Linked DNA regions of Gossypium hirsutum: region 2 is linked to region 1. A link is a contact called in public Hi-C data. All regions are on one chromosome and are shown on one strand. The core of a region is the stretch at or near the end of the contact, and the rest is flanking DNA. Distances in the headings are between cores, read along the strand shown. Region 1 has its middle 8.2 kb from the start of LOC107897547. Region 2 holds the start of LOC107895765.

Evidence for each region. Hi-C and Micro-C count contacts between places; a contact is called where the count stands out from the background.
Region 2: a contact with region 1 is called in a Hi-C map of leaf, with 4 times the contacts expected there. The contact joins the promoter of LOC107895765 here to the enhancer-like site in region 1. A contact is called at or near these places in 13 of 34 Hi-C or Micro-C datasets (anther, callus, cotyledon and 3 more).

Annotation. Positions count from the first base shown.
Region 1 is chrA10:22,220,253-22,223,781 of Gossypium_hirsutum_v2.1, forward strand. No RefSeq gene overlaps it. Among protein-coding and RNA genes, the nearest start is that of LOC107897547, 8.2 kb to the left of the region's middle. Within about 2 kb of position 2,074, at least 2 of the 9 cell types and tissues checked have an H3K27ac peak or open chromatin away from gene starts, as enhancers often do. A contact at or near this core is called in cotyledon and leaf, where this site is marked.
Region 2 is chrA10:22,314,745-22,318,261 of Gossypium_hirsutum_v2.1, forward strand. It overlaps LOC107895765, which reads left to right and starts at 1,449. Exons shown (of 3, transcript XM_041078986.1): 1 at 1,449-1,823; 2 at 3,347-3,509. The coding sequence starts at 1,449.

The sequences.
Region 1 (3,529 bases), core at 824-3,323:
TCTGCTAATTGTAATTCTGTTAAATTTAGTTATCATAATGAAACAGTGTGTTTTGGGGGTAAGGATTAATGAAAACGGTGCGTGTAATGGGGTATACTAGTACTTAAATGGAACGTTTTACATAGCTAGTAATACTGTGTCTTTGGCTCTTGCCAGGATGTTATTATTGGTGCCTTTATTTCTCTTTTTATTGGCCAATCCGTGGGGGGAAAGGTAGTTATGGAAATATACAGAAACAATTTCTTCTTCTCTTAATTCTTTCTTCTACCTCTCTCTCTCTTGCTTTCATCTTTCTTCTTCCTGGAATTTTTCCTTCAAACCTTCATTTCTCACCAAACGTATCAAAGCCAGATGATTCTCATGGCCAATGACGGAGTCATGACATGACTGCAAAAGGAATTGGGGCTTCTGTAACACGAGCTTTCCCAGATTGACAACAAGCTCGATACTAAACTGGAAATGAAGTTGGACTCTCGTTTCAAGGTTCATGAGGATTTTAAGGGGGAAATACGATGGGAAATTAGAGCTGAGATGCATTCATTTTTTGAGCAGTATTTTGGACTACCTTCAACCACTGTTCATGGAGGGGTTTCAGATAGGGGTAAGGGACTTTTGGGAACACTGTCACCAGGATTTCCACCCAAGGATAACCTAGTTATGTCACCAGTTATAGATCTCGGACACACGGGTACTTACTTTCTAGCAAGCTTAGGGGATCTTTTAGGAAAAGGGTTCCAGCTTACTTGGCCTCGATTTGATGGAACAGACTTTCGGGTATGGTCCAAGCTTAAGCAGTTTTTCAAAGCTAAAAACGTGGAAGATTCAACTAAGGTTCGAATCGTGATGTTGTATTTAGAGGGAAAGGCCCTGGAGTGGCACCATTTCTTTTTTGAACAACATGGTGGCTTTCAACAATTGACTTGGGAGGCTTATGCGCGAGCCTTGCAGGAGAGATTCGTATCTCGTAGGCACTTAGACCCTATGACTGAGTTGGTGGCTCTTAAACTGGTACGGTCAACCAATATTATGACCAGTTTGTGAGCCTTTTGAATCAACTACGTTTTCCTGAGATTTATGGCTCGAGTATTTTTGTGCATAATCTCAAACCCTATATTGGTCAGTATTTACGATTATTCAAGCTAACCCCCTTGATAGAGGCCTTCACTAGTGCTATTGAAGTGGAGGATATAGTCGGTCCTGTTACTAAGAAAAATACTCGTATAGGAGGGAACTTTAGCTCCCCCAAGCCTTTATTGCCTCTAGTTAAAGGATACAACTCTCACACTATACCAGGAGTTCATTCTTCCAACAATTCTCATACAAAAACTCTAGTTAAAGCTCTTTCATAGATTGAGATGGAAGACAGAAGAACTATGTTTTTGGTATCCCTCCAAATACACACTAGGGCATAAATGTACCAAGTCTTAAATTTATCAATTGGTGATTGAAGCCTCGGTTGAGCTGGATAATAAACTTAAGAGCCTTACTTCTGATAAGTTTCAAGATTGCCCTGAGAAGTTAGAAGTGACTGAAGTTGAAGTTGAGTTAGTAACTTCTGTTCTGTCTTTGCATGCCCTTAGTGGTTCTCAGGGTCACAACACAATGCGACTAGCAGCTCGAATTGGTTAATGTGAGGCCATTATTTTGGTAGATTCAGGCAGTACTCACAATTTTGTGGACTGCAAGCTAGTGAAGCAACTACATCTACCTGTGGATTCTTCTTGTAAGCTTATAGTGATGGTTGCTAATTGTGTGCAATTAGCTACTTAGGGGGTCAGTCGTTTGGTGAAATGGGATGCGCAAGGGTGTTAAATATCCACTGATTTTATGGTGCTTCCAGTAAAAGGTTGTGATTTAGTTCTTGGTGTCCAATGGCTCTTTTCACTAGGGTCAATTATCTGGAATTTCTCTTCTCTTACAATGCAATTCGAGTATTTAGGGACGTCCTGTACTCTCCAAGGTATTCTTCCTGAGAGTCTACATGTTTCTTCTGGTGCTCAAATTTCTAAATACTTCAGTGTGATGGGACAGGGCCCCACTCTCATGTTGTTGACTAGTTCTATCCAAACCACTCTGACCTTACCATCACAGACTGTGCACAAAGATGTTGAATTGCTCTTAAATGAATTTGAGGATCCTAAAGGCCTTCCTTCTGTCAGATTACAGGACCACAAGATACCCGTTCAAGATGAGACTTAAGTGGTCAAGGTCCATCCATATAGGTACCCTGCTGTTTAAAAGAATGAAATTGAAAAGCTTATCAAGGAAATTATTGATACTGGGATTATAAGGGAAAATAACAGTCCCTTTGCATCACCAATTGTTATGGTGAAAAAGAAAGATGGCAGCAGGTGATTATGTGTGGATTATAGGCAGCTTAACCAGCTAACTATCAAGGACAAATTCTCTATTCTTGTGATCAAGGAACTGTTGGATGAGTTGGGATAAGCGACCTATTTCTCCAAACTGGATTTCAGGTCCCGGTACCACCAGATTCGAATGTGGGAGGGCGACATACATAAAACAACCTTTAGGATTCATGAGGGACACTGTGAATTCCTGGTCATACCATTTGGCGTGACCAATGCACCCTCTAGTTTTCAATCATTAAAGAACAGTGTCTTCAAACAACTGCTACGGAAGACAATGTTATTTTTTTGATACATCCTAGTGTATTCTGCTAGCTGGTAAAAACATTTGACTCATCTATGTGAGGTCTTAAATATTCTAAGATATCACCAATTGTATGCCAACAAGGGAAAATGTAGTTTTGGCACTACAGAAGTGGAATATCTGGGGCATATTATATCTCAATGATCTGTTTCAATGGACCCCTCGAAAGTTGATGGGGATTTTCATTGGCTTACCCCTGTTTTGATAAAGAGTTGCAAGGTTTTCTAAAGCTCTCGGTTTTTTACAGAAGGTTCATTCGACACTATGGAACAATTGTCAAGACCTTAACAGCATTGTTAAAAAAAGAGACACCTTGGAGTTCGTTTAACAAAGAACAGACAGCCTTTAATCAACTCAAGGCAGCAATGACTCAAGCACTTGTGTTGGTTCTTCCTAATTTCAGATATTAGTTTTGTGTAGAGACTGATGCTTGTAGTCACGGTATAGGGGCAGTCTTGTAACAAAAAAAGAGAACTGTTGCTTTCTTCAGCAAAGGGTTGGGAGTCAAACATCAGTCCTTGTCCATGTATGACAAGGAAATGCTCATAGTATTACTGGTTGTTAAAAAACGACATCCATATTTAGTAAGCAGACATTTCAGCATCAAAGCTGACCACTAGAGCCTGCGGTTCCTTTCTAACAGACAAGCTTTTACACCTTATCAACAGAAATGCGTTGGAAAGATGCTTGGGTATGATTATTCTATCATTTATAGAAAAGGAAGCCAAAATATAGTAGCTGATGCATTGTCTCAAGTGGATTATGTATAAGAAGGGCAACTGTTCCAATGCAAGGGAAATATTTCCTGGTCTGAGGTATGTGAACAAATATTGAATTCTTGTGGCACTAATCCTAT
Region 2 (3,517 bases), core at 199-2,698, 94 kb after region 1:
ATATTTTTTCTAAACTCTTTTGACTTGATGAAAAGAATATTAACATGTTGCAAAATGAACATTTTATAAAAGAAAATTTTTACTAAAAACCAATAAATTATTTTTACTAAAAACCTAATAATTTATTAAAATAATATTTATACAGCTGAGGTAAATTTTTAATAAATCACAGATTTTGTTGCATTTATCAATTAAATTTTATAGCATTTTAACAATACTAATATTTAGATAATAAAAACAAACTAATATAAATATTTAATTTTTAAAATTATAATTTTTTATTATGATAAATATATAAATTTAAAAATTATTATTTAAAATAAAGGTGAATTAATATAAATTCATTTGAATTCGTTTAATTCAATGACATTAATAACGTATTGAATATTTAATATTTAAAATTCTATTCATTTAGGCAACTTTATATCCACATGTGCAGCTTTAATTTAATATATCAAATAATATCACAGGTCTAGAATTAATATCACGCTATTAGCATTAATGGCAATTTGTGTATAAAAGAATTGGCGAGAAAGCGAAAAATCGAATAGGAAAGTTTACAACACAATTTCTTGAGCTATAGTGTGAACATCCCTATCCTCCTTCATCACAATTAGTAGCTACTCCAGTGGATATCGAATTGAAGCACTTAGAACTCAGCACAATGACTGGAGGGCAACTCAAAATGGATAAAGCTTTCTTCCACTTGAAGGACTGCTCTTGCCTACTCTGGCTCTAGACCTTTACCTAGGCCTTTAGATAGTTAGCTCTTTAAGCGGGAAAAAACCCTTAGATCGTTGCGTTCCTTATTAACGCGATTATGGGTACGTAGTCCCTATGTACGGGATATGTACTAATATTATCGATTAAAATAATTAAGTTTAATTATAATATTAGGTTTTAGAGTTTAGAATTTAGATATAATTATTTTTTGTGTTTTTCCTACATTAAATTAAAATTATTGATGTAATGAATAAAATAAAAATTTTAAAATAAAATTGATGTAAAAAAATAATAATATTAAAAAATATATTTAAAATAAAAAGAATTAGAGCATGATTGGTTGAAGGTAATAGCTAAACCATTACATGCCTATTACTAACCTATTCTTCAGGCCAACTTAAACTGGCATTTGGTTCAACGTAATACCTTATTACGGGTGGATTCCATTCCGGACTTAAACAGAGATTTTTGGGGATTTCTATTCCGTGCCTTCTTCACCGTTTACCTATTCGTTGCTTGAAGAAACCTATTCTACCCTTACCAAAATTTCACGTCAAAAACACTCTCAATCAGCAGCCATTTCACATACCCTTCGACTCCGGCATTCCTCCCCTTCATCCAAGGTCAGGTAAACATTTTTGCTTCTTCTTCCTTCACATCATCTTCTTTCATTGTTTCATCATCTATCTCCTTTCTGCAGTTTCAACTACAGGGCAGCAAATTGACTTGGCACGAGCGCTTCTTGGTACTTTTCTTTTCCAATTTCTCTTCCGCAAAGTTTTGTTTGCTTATTAATTTCTGGGCTCCAAAGAAAGGTACCAAGAAGCGCAGATTGGGTCATTCAATCAGTCATAGAGGACAAAGAATTGGCTTCAAAGAAGAACAGTCATTCCCATGAACCTAAGAAGCTTTTGTTCCCAAATGGCTCCAAAACTTTGAAGGCTTCTTCTTCAGAGGTTGGAGGTGGTCACGGTGATGATGGTGATGGCCATGATGATGTCGAGAAGTTGAGTAGTAGAGCAATCAATGCCTCTATCGTTCTTGGATTTGACACGTTTGTTGTATCCAAGTTACTTATAATTGATCATGATTATTGGCATGTAAGTTATCTCCTAGGTTTTTCAATTTTTTTTTTTGCATTTTAATTCTATTTCCTGTTTTACTTAGAGTTGAATAATGATTCGTTTCAAAAGAGCTTTTTTTTGGTATGCTCTTGTTTTGAGAAGGGTATTTTTGCTTGGTAGTAGTTTTCCTTGGTTTCACTTCTCTCTGTGCTAGAGTTGGTTAATCTCTTTCGTTCGTCATTTTATGATTTTAATCTTGAAAACTGTTGAGGTGTTTATAACTTTCTAAACTAACCATGAAATCTGAAACATTGCTTGTAAAAGAAAAAGGGGGTCTTTATTTATGATTTGTGCTTTCTTGGAAATTTGAGGTTTATGCAGATTAGCTTTCAAAAACCAAGTGAAAGCTGGAGTCCTCAAAATAAAATGAAGTGAAATCTAAATGCTACAATATTGTTTTTTTTTCCTATCTCAGTATTTATTTGATTCTTATGAATGATTAACAGGGATGGACACTTTATGAGGTACTCCAATATGTTCCAGAACATAATTGGATTGCATACGAACAAGCTCTTAAAGCCAAACCAGTGATAGCCAAAATGGCAATAAGGGGGATAGTCTATTCAATAGGAAATTAGATTGCACAAGTAGTTTCTCTCTATTAATCCTTTAAACGTAAACATATATTGCATTCAGCTCATATTGTATAGCCTGTATGTAGTGTTATGAAGGAAAGCCTTCAGATCGGGCCTTGTTGGATTTACTCTTCATGGATCCCTTTCTCATTATTATTACCAGTTTTGAGAGGTAATACTTGTGGTTCATAGTTTATATGTTTTGCTGCTTTGAGTCATTTTTTTTCCATGGAGCACTGAAACACTTTGAGTTCCAGTTTCCTTTCGATGACTGGTGGGTGGTTCCAGCAAAAGTTATCTTTGATCAAACAGTTTGGGCTGCAATCTAGAACAGTATATATTATGTAGTTTTGGGGTTCTTGCGTTTTGAATCCTCGGCTAATATCTATAAAGAACTGAAGGCAACATTTTGGCCTATGCTGACTGTAAGAAGCTTTTCTTCTGTTTCTTTTGATGCATATTTTGGGTGTCAATGGTTGTGGTATGAATTGCAAACGATGTAGTCTACTCTACCCATGATTTTTGATATACTGGAATTCTATTTCATGCTTTATTTGTTAGAGCAGGATTTATCATATATGCTCATTTTTCTTTTACATTAATCACTATCAATGTAAAATGTCTACCTCTTCTCCATGATGTATTGGAGGATTCAACCTTTCTTAATAGGTGTACCTTAAAATCGACTTAGAAAAAATATTGTGCGGAGAAAGTGAAATCTGTATATTTTAATTTAGTACTATAGATCATTGGGGTATTGAAATGATCAAATGACTTTTATGTACTGTTCTTCTTACTTGATGGTTAACTTAACCACTTGATGTCAAATAATGCTCAAGAGCCTATTATTTGCCTATGCATTAGGGAATAAGAGACATTTATTTTTAGTATATAATTAGTAAAAAACCTGTCATCTTTCTTTAGGTCTTGAAGGAGGCCTCTAAGCTTTATACTGCAAGTTGGGTAAGGGATATTGGTCCTGATCTTAGACCAAACGATTCTAAGAAGGATGATGGGATTAAAGGTAAATCCAATGGAGATAAGAGTAAGAGTACAGAGATAGAACCTTCGACCTTGGAGGATATTGGTGAGGAA